Regions from separate parts of the Sus scrofa genome. Here regions 1 and 2 are each linked to region 3. A link is a contact called in public Hi-C and HiChIP or PLAC-seq data. All regions are on one chromosome and are shown on one strand. The core of a region is the stretch at or near the end of the contact, and the rest is flanking DNA. Distances in the headings are between cores, read along the strand shown.

Evidence for each region. A called contact is a pair of places that touch in the nucleus more often than the background predicts. HiChIP or PLAC-seq counts read pairs in DNA pulled down with a chosen protein or histone mark.
Region 1: a contact with region 3 is called in a Hi-C map of liver, with 4 times the contacts expected there. The contact joins two enhancer-like sites. A contact is called at or near these places in 1 of 5 promoter capture datasets (liver), 31 of 47 Hi-C or Micro-C datasets (alveolar macrophages, blood, brain and 14 more) and 2 of 2 datasets of contacts at active chromatin or transcription factors (alveolar macrophages and skeletal muscle).
Region 2: a contact with region 3 is called in an H3K27ac HiChIP or PLAC-seq map of alveolar macrophages. The contact joins the promoter of CAB39 here to the enhancer-like site in region 3. A contact is called at or near these places in 2 of 5 promoter capture datasets (fetal liver and liver), 18 of 47 Hi-C or Micro-C datasets (alveolar macrophages, blood, embryonic fibroblasts and 7 more) and 2 of 2 datasets of contacts at active chromatin or transcription factors (alveolar macrophages and skeletal muscle).

The regions. Positions count from the first base shown.
Region 1 is chr15:131,443,299-131,447,731 of Sscrofa11.1, reverse strand. No RefSeq gene overlaps it. Among named protein-coding and RNA genes, the nearest start is that of CAB39, 47 kb to the left of the region's middle. Within about 2 kb of position 1,356, at least 14 of the 83 cell types and tissues checked have an H3K27ac peak or open chromatin away from gene starts, as enhancers often do. A contact at or near this core is called in alveolar macrophages, liver, retroperitoneal adipose tissue and 1 more, where this site is marked.
Region 2 is chr15:131,491,038-131,495,588 of Sscrofa11.1, reverse strand. It overlaps CAB39 (calcium-binding protein 39), which reads right to left and starts at 3,014. Exons shown (of 9, transcript XM_021075733.1): 1 at 2,636-3,014.
Region 3 is chr15:131,560,067-131,564,846 of Sscrofa11.1, reverse strand. CAB39 (calcium-binding protein 39) reads right to left here. Exons shown (of 9, transcript XM_021075733.1): 3 at 4,440-4,604; 4 at 2,948-3,066. Among named protein-coding and RNA genes, the nearest start is that of ITM2C, 52 kb to the left of the region's middle. Within about 2 kb of position 2,101, at least 34 of the 83 cell types and tissues checked have an H3K27ac peak or open chromatin away from gene starts, as enhancers often do. A contact at or near this core is called in alveolar macrophages, embryonic fibroblasts, liver and 4 more, where this site is marked.

The DNA.
Region 1 (4,433 bases), core at 107-2,606, 120 kb after region 3:
AACATTGTAAATCAATGATACTTCAATACAGTTAAAAACAGTTAAACTATTTTGAGATAGCATTTACTATGTTTAATGTGTCAGAGCACTCATCTACTCCTTTGGGGTTTGTATTTTGTATCTTCTTCAATAAATCTTCCTCTGTTCTAAAATCATAAAGTGTTTATTTTAAAATTTTCAAAATTTTTTTTTTTTTAAATTAGTATCGTGTACAACAGCTGGGGTAGGACTATGGTAAAGCTAGAGCAGCGCCAAGGGTGCAAAATCTGGAGTTCCCGTTGTGGCACAGTGATTAACGAATCCAACTAGGAGCCATGGGGTTGCAGGTTCAATCCCTGGCCTTGTTCAGTGGGTTAAGGATCCGGCATTGCCGTGAGCTGTGGTGTAGGTCGAAGACGCGGCTTGGATCTGGTGTTGCTATGGCTGTGATGTAGGCTGGTGGCTGTAGCTCCAATTAGACCCCTAGCCTGGGAACCTCCATATGCCGCCAGTGAGACCCTAGAAAAGACAAAAAAAAAAAAAAAAAAAAAAGGGTGCAAAATTTAAAGAGGTTTTCCCGGTTCTTTTCATCTCTTGCCTTACTCTAATCCTGGCTGTAGGAACGTATCAGAAAATACCAGATAGGGAGTTTCTCTTGTGACTCAGTGGGTTATGAACCCAACTAGTATCCATGAGGATGCGTCTTCGAACACTGGCTTCACCTGTGGGTTAAGTGTCTGGCATTGCTGCGAGCTGCGGTGTAGGTTGAAGATGAGGCTCCAATCTGGCATGGCTGTGGCTGTGGCCTAGGCCAGCAGTTGCAGCTCTGATTCAACCCTTAGCCTGGGAACCTCCATACGCTGCGGGTGCGGCCCTGAAAAGAAAAAAAAAAAAAAAAAAAAAGAAAAGTGGGTCATTTGAACATCCACGTGGAAAAAATTAATCCTGAACCCTACCTCACATAATATACATTAATTAATTTGAGGATGGAGCATCGTCCTAAACACGAAAGTTGAAAACAATAAGTGCTAGGGTATAGCTTAACCTTGGTGGCGGTGGTATGACTGCCTAAACTTGTCAAAAGCGTGTCCCCTTTGTGACACTTCATCCAGCTATAAATTTAGGTTTTATGTTCTTCTCATCTATGAATTATAGCACACAATGCAATTTATTTAAAAAGCCAACAAAAGTGTCAGAACTACTCATGAAAATGATTATTACATTGTACTGGGAGTACATTACACTTCAGTAAGAAAATGAACCAGCAAAGTCAGGAAAGTTATTGGGCCGATGAGAGCTGTCCTGGACCAGGCACCGGGTCCAGCGTGATGAACTGTGATCACGCGAGCCCTGCCCCCTGCACAGTTCATCCCATTCCGAGGATGTCATAAGAGGAAGCAGAAGGGCGAGGAGGCAGGAAGAAGTCAAAAGAGTGGGGAGATGAGTATCTGACTCGGTTTAGATTCAGTTTCAAGATGTGACGAGCAGGCAGAAGAGATTGGAAACCCCCGGCTGCCTCCTGTGCCCAGGTTTTAGACGGAGAGTCAGTTATGAGTGAAACCAGAACACTGGTGTGATTGATGTATTGAATGGATAAGCGGCGAGCCGCCCTTTTGTCCCCTCAGGACGACTCATCTGCTCTTTGAAATCATCTCTTTCCCTGGTGTCTTGGTTTGCACTTCCCCAGAGAATGTCAGTGCCAGCCGCTGGTGTGGAGGCAACACCAGGAGGCACAGGTGAGGGGTGGGGGTGAGGGAGTGAGCTAGGAAAGGGAAGGAGCCAGTGAGGAGGCCGTTTTCAGGGCCAGGTCTCCCAGAGCCATCTGGAGGGCTGAGAAGCCAGCGGCCTCCTGCCCCTCCCTGGTTGACCACTGCTTCCAGGCTGTGCGTTCTGCAGCACCTCTGCTCTGCCTCGCTGCTCAAGGCTGGGATGCCAGCCCAGAAAGATCAAAGCCCTGACCCAGAGTCTTGGGTCTTGGCAACACACAGCCTTCCTGCATAGGGTTAATTCCAAGGTATATGGGCTTGACAGTGGCCAGTATTAAATCTGCTTAAAATCTGAGGAGGGCCCATAGTTTTCGTGGTCCTTCTAATCACAAGAAAAGACTCCTCTTACTGATCAAAAAAAGTCTGGTCTGCTCTAATATTCGATACTTTATTGCACTTAAGTCCTCTTTCTGACATTAGGTGGGGCATGCCGTCGTTGGGTCACCAGCGGGAAAATGATTTGTTTTTCTTTCTGAATCACTCTTTTCCTGCTTTTCCACCTGTTCTTTTTGGCCTCTGCAGGGCTGAAGTGAGCAGGGGACGAGAAGTAAGGGACAGGACAGGCTTTGTTTGGTTCCATCGTGACTTGGTTCTGGCGTTCTTTGAACAGGGTAGATGTCCCGTTGCTGGATTATTTTCTCAGGGAACATCTGCGGGTTGTGGGGGGGGGGGGCGCTCTTCAGAGATTCTACCCTTGCTGGGGTGTCTTACACCTGGAGTTACCTTGAAGTGGGAAATGGCTCCCCCTGCTGGTCAACTGTTGATCAGCGCAAGGCTCCCCTTCTACTTTCTGATTCATTCCGCTGCAGAACTTCTGTGTGGTTCTCCTGGGCTGACTCTTTCTCAAGAAGATCTGGTCTGGCTTCCTTCAGCCAGTCCACCCCTGGCCCAAGGAAGATGCATCTCCATCCTTGTCCCATCAGGCTGTCGAAGTACAACCATTCCCATTCCCACTATATCATGTCTCTTCCTGCAAGCTGCCAGCTTCCTATAACTCATAGGGGGTGTTCAGCCACAGCCTCTCATCTTTAGAGTTTGTGGATGTGATTCCAGCCCTGTGTCCTTCGTGTCTAACCTTCCAAGAGTTTCTCTTAAAGCCCCTTTTACTCACTTGATGTGGTACATACTGCCTTGCGATGCCAGCTCGTCAGCTAGAAGCTTTAGGTTGCAGGGAATGCAAAATCCAAGTCACACTGGCTTAATCTCTAAAGCCTCTAAATATTAAGATTGGAGCGTTTCAGGGTAGACGGATGGTTTAAAGATATCTCTAAAGACCCAGAGGCTTTGCGTTTCTCTGCTTTGTACTCACCCTTTTGGCTGGATCTGATGATGGCTCTTGCCAGATACAATTAAGGTTTCATGTTTTCTGGTTCACATCTGGCAGTTTACATCCTTCTCCAGAGATCTCTCAGTTCCACCATTCTAAGTGAGGTCCTGAGAGTCACTCTGGCTTGGATTAAGGTACATGCCCAAGCCTGGACAATGGCTTACCGGTGAGGGAATGGAAGATGCTGATTGGCTAAGCCTATTAGGGTCCAACCTGGTATTGGAAGAAGACCACTTCCTCTGCAGTACGTGGTTCGTGTGCACAAGGGGTAAATACACAAATGAAAATCTGTGTATTGTTAGAGAGGAATGGGTGCTGAGTAGACAACTGTATTAAATTTCCTGGGATTGTTGTAACAAAGTACCCAAAGCTGGGTGGCTTAAAACAGACATTTGTAGTCTCATAGTTTTGGAAACTGGAAGTCTGAAATCAAGATGTTGGCAGGGACATGCTCTCTGACAGCTGGAGGGGAGAATCCTTTCCTGCCTCTTCTAGCTTCTGGTGTTTGCTGGTGAGCTTTGGCGTGCCTTGGCTTGGAGAGGCATCATTCTAGACGCATGGCTGTCTTCTCACTGTGCGTCTTCATGTTGCTTTCTCTCTCTGTGTGTTTCCGTATTCACAAGACGTTCTCTTCTCCTACAAAGATGCCAGTCAGGTGGGATTAAAAGCCCACCCTACCAGCCTATGACTGCATTTTAACTAATTTGCAATGACCCTGTTTCCAAGTAATGCCACCTTCTGAGATACTGGGGGTTAGGACTTCAATATATCTTTTGAAGATCAAAAGATCACACAATTCAACTCAAAAACAACAAACACCGACTTAAAACTATTCTCACAGCTCATTCTTACACCAAATTATTTAAGGTGATCATATACCTTACTCATCACACTTGAATCCAAAATTAAATTTGTCTATTTCTTATGAGCACTTTTACTTGAAAGAAGAAATATTAACCCTCTCTGAAATTATGCAAAAGTACATACTATCTATTTTAATGATAAATTCCAGAGAGGAGTATCAAAAATATTTTTATCTCGACAATATCATTAGAATATAGGCAGAGCATCCAAAGTTGTGAGCACTTACTCATTGTGTGTGTGTGTGTGTGTGTGTGTGTGTGTGAAATCAGATCTCCTCCCTCCCTCCCTCCCGTCCTCCCATCTTTTTTCTTTCTTCCTTCCTTCCTTTTCCTTTCCTTCTTCCTTCCTTCTTTTCTTTTCCTTCCTTCCTTTCTTTTTCTTTCTTTCTTTCTTTCTTTCTTTCTTTCTTTCTTTCTTTCTTTCTTCTTTCTTTTCTCTTCTTTTCTTTCTCTCTCTTTCTTTCTTTCCTTCCTCCTTTCCTTCCTTCCTTCTTTCTC
Region 2 (4,551 bases), core at 1,765-4,264, 70 kb after region 3:
CATTGATTGAAAGAAAAAAGCCCCTTTTGTTACAGCAGCACATTACTTCATGACAAATTCTCTATTTTACTAAAGAAAGACCAATACAAAAACTAAATACATCTATCCTGAATCTCTGTGATGTCATGATCACAGTAGTTAACCTATATGGACAGCCCCAGTATAAAGACTATTTTTAGGGGTGGGGTGCAAAGAGGAGGTACGCCAGGCATGGGAGATACAGCAGCTATGAAAGCAACCTTTCTATAGTGCCTTTTAAAAAATACATCCCCTCATACAGCACACATATGTGACCTCTTCCATATCTGATGACAACACCTCCAAGTAATAAAATCTTTCTTTATTCAATAAGCAACAGGATCCAAATCTTGATCCTGTCAATAAATATACTTCAAACAAGAAAAAGCTTGGAGAAAGCCGTCTACAGCAGTAGATATTAAACATGACTACATTTTGTCTGAGGTAAATAATGCAAACATGTCAGAAAAAAATACACTTAAGAAGCTTCCCTTACACTTGGTTAAAAAAATTTTTATTTATTCATTAAAATTTTTTAGATTTATGTATTCATTTCTGGCCATGGTCCGCAGTGCCATGGTGAGGGATCTCAGTTCCCAGACCAGGGACTGAACCTGGGCTGCAGTGGTGAAAGTGCCCAATCCTAATCACTAGACCACCAGGGAACTCCCCTAAAAACCTTTTATATGGAGATATTTAATGACAAAAAAAGGAAAGCCTAATAGAAGATATATACTTTATAGATGACTTCATTAAGAGAAAAATAACATAAGAAGACTGAAAAGGAAATACGAAAAAATGTTAACAGTAACAAAATCTAAGTGGTAAGATTACAGCTAAGATAATTTTTTAAAATTCTATGTACTTCCTGCATTCTACAAGCCTTTTCACCTGAGAGAAGTTGACATTCACTTGTCATATGAGCAAACAACAAAGTTCTTACAAAACCAAAAAGGTTCTAAGCTGCTTCCATAGATCATATTTCTAAACTTCAAATACAGCTGCTAATTATTTGCTAGTGATATGGGTGAAAAAAAAGAAACAAAGTAAAGCCTCAGATTTTCACCTCTGGCTCGCCTATAAGAATTTTCACAACTAAAAACTAATAAAGAAATTTTTACCTAAAAAAAGTTCTATGTTACTAATCTTCTGGGATACAAAGTTGGACAGTCTGATTTTTTAAACCATCAACGTAGATGGCCTTACCCAAAAGCCAACTCAAAGAAGTGATGTTCAGCTCAGTAATTCCAAAATGCAGACACCTAATACAGAGCGCTGGAAGTTCTGATGCATTTTAGTGAAGAGCACCAAGAGAAACACCTTACGTGCAGATGAGCTTATTTTATATACATCTTTCCCTCACTTCTTAAGAGCCTAACATCGAATGAAGCTTTGCACAAAAGGTATTTTGCTTAGCCTGGACGTGGATTTATTTGAATATCCGGAAAGCTGTCAAAATCGATCTCAAACTGCATGACGTTCAAGGCACAGAACGTCAGTTCTGTACTGGGCCTCCTTCTCTCCTTTCTTTCATAAGAGCGCCTTTAACATCTCCTAGCTTACATTTCCGGGCCCATGAGTCACTGAGAAATGAGCTCTAAGTTACCCTTAGAATGCCACTCAAATAGCTCCTCTACGGCATTCAAGGATCTGCCCCCCAACTCTTTGGCCTACCCCCCACTGCCCCCCACGACAAACTGCATTATCTACTATTTCCGACTATGCCTTTTTACCTTTGTCCTCTAGCGTTGCTGCTCCTCCAACACACTGCTCCTCTTCTGCAACCCTCCTCTCTCCCAAATCCCATCTGGCCTTCAAGACCCCACTTTGCACAGCCTCGCCCAGGAAGCCTTCAGATTTCTGCTAGGCGGAAGTGATCGATCGGGCCGGTCTTCTCCGGGTACCCTTCTAGCATTTTGTAGTTCTTTCATAGGACTTATCATCTCCTTCCTGGTATCGTAGTCATTTGTGTACTCGCCTTATCACCCACGCCAGAATGTAAGCTCCTCGGGGGAGGGGACCGCGAGCCGGGGTTCACCTTCGAATCCCTCCGGCGCGGACCGACCAGAGCGCCTGCAGGCAGTCAGCGAGCAGGCTGGTTCAACCGACCTCGGGAACGCTCTGGCCGCACAATTCCTAACCAGAAAACAGTTAGGCATCTTCCCGAAATGCAGACCACAGAGATGCTATCTGCCTCCCGATAACAGGAAGTTTACCAGGGGCCAGGAGCAAGGTGGCCGGATCCCTTGCGCGGCGGGAGTGACAGTTGGCCCGGCCCGCACTCGCCTGCCCTCGGGGCTCCGGCCGCGAACGCCCCCATGCCGCCAGCCCCGCCAAAGAACTGCGGAGGGCTTGCAGGAGAGCGTGGCGCCCCGCAGCCCCGGCTGCAGGCCCCTGGGCGCCGAGCCGGCGAGGACGACGAGGGGGGTAGGCTCCGCGAGGGGCCCGGGCCGGGCGGAGAGGGCAGACCGGGCCGCTCCCGCCGATACCGGGCCGGGGCCGCCTCCACCACCCGAGAAAATGGAGGCAGCCCCGGGCCGGTGACGGGCCGGGCAGGGCAGGCGGAAGCCGGGCGGGCGTCCACGCCGCGAGCTGGGTCGGGCCGGGGGTCACTCACGGAGCTGGGCCGGGCGGCTCCCTCTCAGCCTCCGCGTCGTCGCCGTCCCCGTCCTCGGCCGCCGACGCCTCGGGCTGCTCGCTCGGTCCCCGCGGCGCGGCTCGGCCGCTCGGCCCCTCCGTTGTCTTCCGCCCGCTCCTGCTCCCAGCGACAGGATCCCGCGGCGGCGGCGGCGGCTGCGCGGGCGGACGGCGGCCCAGGGGCTCCCGCGGCGGCCGCCGCACTGCTGCGCTCGCTCGCTCTCTTGGGCTGCGGCTACGGCTCTGCTGCGGGGCCCCGCGCCGCCTTCACCCTCGCTTTCGCCCGGCTCCCGGAGGCTCAGTCTCTCCCAGGCCGCGCCGCTCCCCGCTCCCGGCCCGAGCCCGGCTTTGACGTGCGCACTGCGCAGCCGCCGAGGGCGCGACGTCGGGCGGCGCCGCAACGCCCCCTTCAGCCTCGGGCGCCCCCAGGCGGCTGGGCGGACTCGGGCGTAGGAGTCCGCGCTGAGGCCTGAGGCGGAGGCGGCTGGGGGAAAGCGGAAGCAGAGGGGAAGAGTTCCTCTCCTTTCACCTGCCACTGAAGTGTTGGTGCCCAGCCGCTTCTCTGCCTCAGCGCTCTTGCCAGAGGGATCCTAAATCCACTTTGTGCGACCACTTCCTGAACTCTTAACAAAGCTTCGTTTCGGCTAAAGGCCAGGGACCAAGTTGTGCAGATTGATTCCTTCATACTTGCCAGAGACGGATCACTCTCATTTTAACATCCTCCAAGAGAGCGTAGAAAGTGATAGAATGATCACTCTTAATAGGATTCAAAGCCTGGATTTAAACCTCAACTCCACCATTCAGTCACCATAGGCTATTGCCTGACTCCATTCCTATGTTCTTCCACTCTCTCTCTCTCTCTCACACACACACACACACATGCACAAATATAAGAGTACATACAGTACCATAAGTTTATGAGGATGAACGAGACAATGCATTGCAAAGCTCTGACAACAGACTCTGGTACATGAACATGCCACACGTGTACATTTTTGTTTCTTTAATTTGCAATCGAACAGGTGTTCTTGAGTATCTGCTGTGTGCCAGGCACTCTTCTAGATAGTGGAGCAGTGAACAAAAGAGACCCTGCTCCTGAGACAATAAATAAATAAACAGACATATGTATGACATTAGATGCTTTTCAGTGTTATGGAAATTGGGCTAAGGAGGGGAGAGAGTGCAGGCTATTGCTGTTTACAGCGCTCCTGCTGTGAGATATGTGTATGGAAAGGCAGAGGGAACAGCCAGGACAAAGCCCCTCAGGTGGGATACCTTGCAGCAAAACATGACCCCTGGGAAAGGGGAGTGGATGGAGATGAGGGAAGAGGGGAGACCCTATAGGCTAAAGTGAGGACTTTGGCTTTTACTCTGAATGAGATGGGGAGCTGTTTGGAGGGGTTTGAGCAGAGAAAGGATGTGGTCTAATATTTCAAAAGGATAACTCTGATTGCGGTGTGAAGACCAGCCTGAGCGGCCTGAGGGCTTCAGCCAGGACATCAGTTAGAAGTCTTCTGAAATAATCTGGTGATAAGAAGACTGGCAAGACCCAGGATGAAAGCAGTGGAAGCCTAAAGAAGTGGTCAGGTTCTAGACACATTTAAAAGGTAGAGCTGACCTGATGTTGCTGGTCTCTGAGGGGTTTTTTGGTTTGTTTGTTTTCTCAAGCAACTGGAAGATAAAAATTTGGTGAAATGAAGAAGACTCATACAGAAACAGATACAGGAGTTGCTCAGAAATACACTTGGAGGCATATTAAGCTTAAGCTGCCTGTTAGACACCCAAGTAGGAAGCTCACTGTGGAAGTCTGGGGTTTGGGGGAGAGGTCTGGGCTGGAGATAGAGTTGGGGGAGTCTTCAGAGTAAGTAAGATCTCAGGACTCAATGAGATCATTTA
Region 3 (4,780 bases), core at 852-3,351:
CTTAGGTGATGAAGTGTCCGCTCACAAAAGGGCTGATGAGACAATTCATCTTTGCTGATCTGAAACAGGCTAGGAGACTAGAAGGACAAGAGTAAGGCACCTTGGTACAACAAGCTGGGCAGGTTTTGATGGCAGTTTGTCAAGTTTGTCTTAAATGATTAAACCGTAAACCAACGAGTACAAGGCAAACAGTGACGCTGTGAAACCTGTTAGCAGAGTGGAGAGCACACTAACATTTAAGTCGCCAGTGGAACAACGGCTGCCTCCAAATGCAGACTAACACTGGCAACGAGACTACTTCCAAATGCACACTAACACTGGCAGCATAACGCCCCCAAATGTCTCATATCAAAGCACTTACAGACTGAGAGGATAATACAGTGCATGAAAGTAGTCCAAACTAATTAACCAACAAGGGTAGAGAAATCTTAAAAAGACAGTTCACAGGGCTCCTGGAAGAAATGGCTCTTTCCTAGTCTGAGGCAGGAACCGGTACAAAATGAGCAAGGGACATCTCGTGCCAGACAGCAAGGAAGCTACTATCACAGACGAATGGGTTCTTGCCAAAAGCACACAGAACCAATGGGAAGGAGCTCCCAACAGCCCAAGGATGGGGAAATCTGGATATGACTGCAATGGATTGAGACACATCAAACATATTTCAAAACCCCCTAAAATGTGAATTCAAATAATGCTTAAAACAATAACATACTCATTGCTCATCTAAGGCAAGAGCATCAACTGATCATACTAAAAAATGATATTTAAAGCAAACAAAAAAATCAAGCATCTATTCTGTGTTTCCCACAGAGGTCACTGACGAGGAACAAAACACACGTAATAGATGGAGAAGGAGCAAGAGAGTTAGGAGATCGCCGCTCTGAATCCAGACGACGACCATCAGCGGATGCTAAGACTGTGCGGTGGGGGCTTGACGGAGAAGTTCAAGGTGGGCAGTTTGGACTGACAGCACCGACATCCACTCATCCACTGAAACATCACCACAGCAGGACGGCCAGAGTTGCCCAAGAGGAAGTATACTGCCCCACCCACGAAGAATTCTTGCTCCCCAAACCGAAGAACTTAAAAGAAGACAGAGGAACTTGATTACGGGTGAAACCGCAGGGCGCCAGGCCAAAACAGGTGATTTTTCTCCAAAATCAATGACCCAGTTGCTTCAGCAAATAAATGGTATTAAAAGAAGAGGGTAGAAACTACTATAGATTAAAAGAGAGTTAAGTCACATCAACCAAATTCAGGGTGTGGACCTTGCTGGAAAACTGATTTAAACTAACTGAAAACGACATTTGGGGGGGAAAATCACGGAACTCTGAACACTGACAGGGTATTAGATAATGTTGGGCTTCTCAACGATATTGCGACTACAGTAAAAACATCCTTTCTGTGTTATGTGCTACGGATGCACACTGAAGTGACGTCGCATGTGAGGAGGAAGCAAGGAGACAAAGAACAGATGAAACAAGAATGACAAAAAGTTGGTAACTGTTGAAGCCTGGTGATGGGTAGAAAGGGTTTGTTATGCGATGCCCTCGAGTTTTACGCATACTTTGCACAATAAAAACTAAAAAGGGCGGGAGGCGGGTTCTGTGGGGTTGGCTTCTGCAGGCTCCTTGCCTTCCTAAGCGGAGGTTTCTGCTCTGGCCAGCTCAGCCGAGCGCGTCAAACCTTTCTTTAATTACCTCTAGAGTCTTCCTTTACATCCTATGTAACAACGTTCACATCACAGCCCTGGCTACTCCGAGGTGAAAAACAGAGGCAGAGTTAACGAATGCTCAGATTTTAATCATCATGGCTTTCTACGGGAAAAGGAGAAATTGGCTTTCAAGATACATAAAGGCATCTGGAAGCTGCTCTAAGAACATCAAATTTCAGATTACTCACTACATGTTCACACACGCAGCTCTGGACTGATACAACAACAAAAATCAGATGCCAAAAATTCTGTATGGCAACATCTGAAGAAGCAACTCACAACTAGAAAGAAGGAAACAGAACGCTGGCATCCAACACATGCACTGACTCATGCTTTGTCTAAACAAGTTTGAACTTGGGGGAAGTGTTAAACCACAGAGATATGAATCAGAGTGAGGCAAGCTATAAAACCAGGGGTAGGACAGCAGGCTGATTCACGCCAACAGTCATGCCAGTAAAATGCCTGCCCGCCAATCTAACAGAACCCCAGCAAATGTACCCCATACCCAGAGCTGGCAAACAACTCTGCTGTGAAACAACAGGAGGCTGCCTTGCCAATCAGTGATGAGGGAGAAGGGTTTTTGTTTTTTTTTTTAAAGCTTCAATTTTAAGGCTCTTTTGGGTTTTGATTTTTTTTTCGAAACTGGCAGGCTACCCAAAGAAAAATGCCTATGTAGTCCAACAATAATTCTAGGAAGATGCACTGCAAATTACCAAATTAAGCGGTGGGTTAGTGAGGGGACACACACAGGTGAAAAGCAAAGGGAAGCACGTCATAAACATGTGCTTTGCTGACTGAGCAACGTCAAGGTACACAGCAGCCATGTCCACGAACCAGGCGGGCTCGTTCACCGCCGCAGAGTGCACATGCACCTCCAAAGAGGTCTTTAGATACACAACTTAACTGACGTGTCACGCCATTAAGGTTTTTTAACATCTTAGGGAACAGAAGTAAGATGACAGAGGATTTTTTTTTTCTCTTCAGTCACATATGATTTGAGAGTTCGAAGGCCCACAATTCTCCTGACTTTAAAATCCCACGGGCATTTTCGAAGTCAGTTTAGTGCACAGGTTGAATTGAAGGAGGGAAATACGTTCAAGAACTGTGGAAAAGTGAGCTGATCAAACGACGGAGAAAACACTTGCCCACATTCACCATCCTGCTTTTGTCCAAGGCCATCTTTGCTTTTCATTTTTCAAGCCAAAAACATACATTTTAGTACATTATACATACCCTTTCAATAACATGAACAAAATATTCTGTTGGGTGCAGATGTATTCAACAGTAGGAGTTCTTGTACCAATTTGTCTTCTGAGAATGTTGTTGAAAATTTGAGCCACATCTTTTTTGCCCTATTAGGGAGACAAATATATTTACCTGACTCAATACCAAAGTGCCCATTCATTCTCCCAAACAAACTCAAATCAAGGCACTGCACATTCATAATTATGATTGAATTCTCATTTAAAATGTTCATAGACATAGTCAATTTTCTTATTTCTTCCATTATAATTCTAAATTCTAAGTTTAAGAGTAAAATTATTTTTGACATGAATAATGTGTTGACAAAGTGAAATCTTATTGCATATAATTTCAACCATTTCTAACTCTCAGCATCATGCTGACTCGGATACAAAAAACAAAACCTTGCTATATCCTTACATTGTTCAGCAATCTGACACCTACCCAAATGGAACTAGCAGCTTCAAATGAGATGCTTGTATTGTAAACTATATATACATATAAACTATACACATACACACACACACACATATCCCCAATATATCCAGTCACTCAGGATGATAAACACTGGGGCTTAAAACAAAGCACACCCCTGACAATGAGGCAAAGAGCAGACTGCTCATGACCACTGCCAGAGCCCTTCATTCTAAACATCTCAGGTTAGTTGATTCAGACTGTTCTATTAAATTGACTAAATATCTAACATGGCACCATCTGGCTGAATAAGCTTGGCAACAATCTTCAATGCCTACCAGGGCTGAGCAGGTAACGCAAAGGAGTGCAGTAGGCCCTGCGGGAGAAAAGCCACACCGTCCGCAGCACACCCGAGTGCACACGCACGTGCACACGCAAATGTGGATGCCAACGTCGTGGGCTGAGGGGCCACGCAGGATTACCGGCTCACTGCTGCCAACCACATTTTTCAAGGGAGGCCAGAAATTCAAAATTGCGTCTCAAATCTCCTGCCATTTTAATGTTATCCTGAGCGAAATATTTAAAAGCAATGCCAAGCAAACAAAACACCTAGAATCCCTGCTGTAATGAGGGCTCAGCAGATTAAAAAAAAAACCCAAGCATAAAAAAAAAAAAAACCAACTAGGTGTTCTCTAGAGCTCATCTACCTCAAAAATTCGAACATTCTACGGTCTTCTTTAGATTGTTTATTCCTTGAGAGCCAAGGACCAGTGAATTATGTAAAACAGCGGCTGTTTATTAAATACAACGTATATGGAAGGGCATAATGAATACCTAAAAAACTTCATATATGATGTAGTGAAAGAGAGAGAAAAATCTGGCCTCAGCCAGAGACACCCTTGAGTTCCTGACCCACTAACTAGGCAGGCAGCTGGGGCATGCTAAAAAGGTCAGCATCCTCGAGCCAAGAGCCTGACAGGAATCTTAAGATGTTTCAAAGGTAAGAACACACGGACAAGGACCATGAACAATCACTGTTTTTTTGAAAAATAAAAAATTGATTTCTTACCTCAAAGTCAATGAGCTGTAGATCAGCTACCAGGGTGCTAAGGAGCCCACTATTATACAGTTCTTGAGCGAGTTGTGCCACTGCTTCTGTCTGCGGCTCTTTTTCGTTTGTGCCATACAGAATTTCTTTCATGGCAACCAGGTTTTTGGAAACTTCTTCTGTAGCCTGATTTTGGGAGAGGAGAAAAACAAAACAAAAACAAAAAAAAACCAGAACTCATTTTAACAACCATATAAAACTTACTACATTTGCTAAATATCTTCCTTATGTATTACCTACCCATGGACCTTCATACAAGACTCAAAGGTGGACAAGCCCCATCCTCGCCCTCAGGAGTCAAA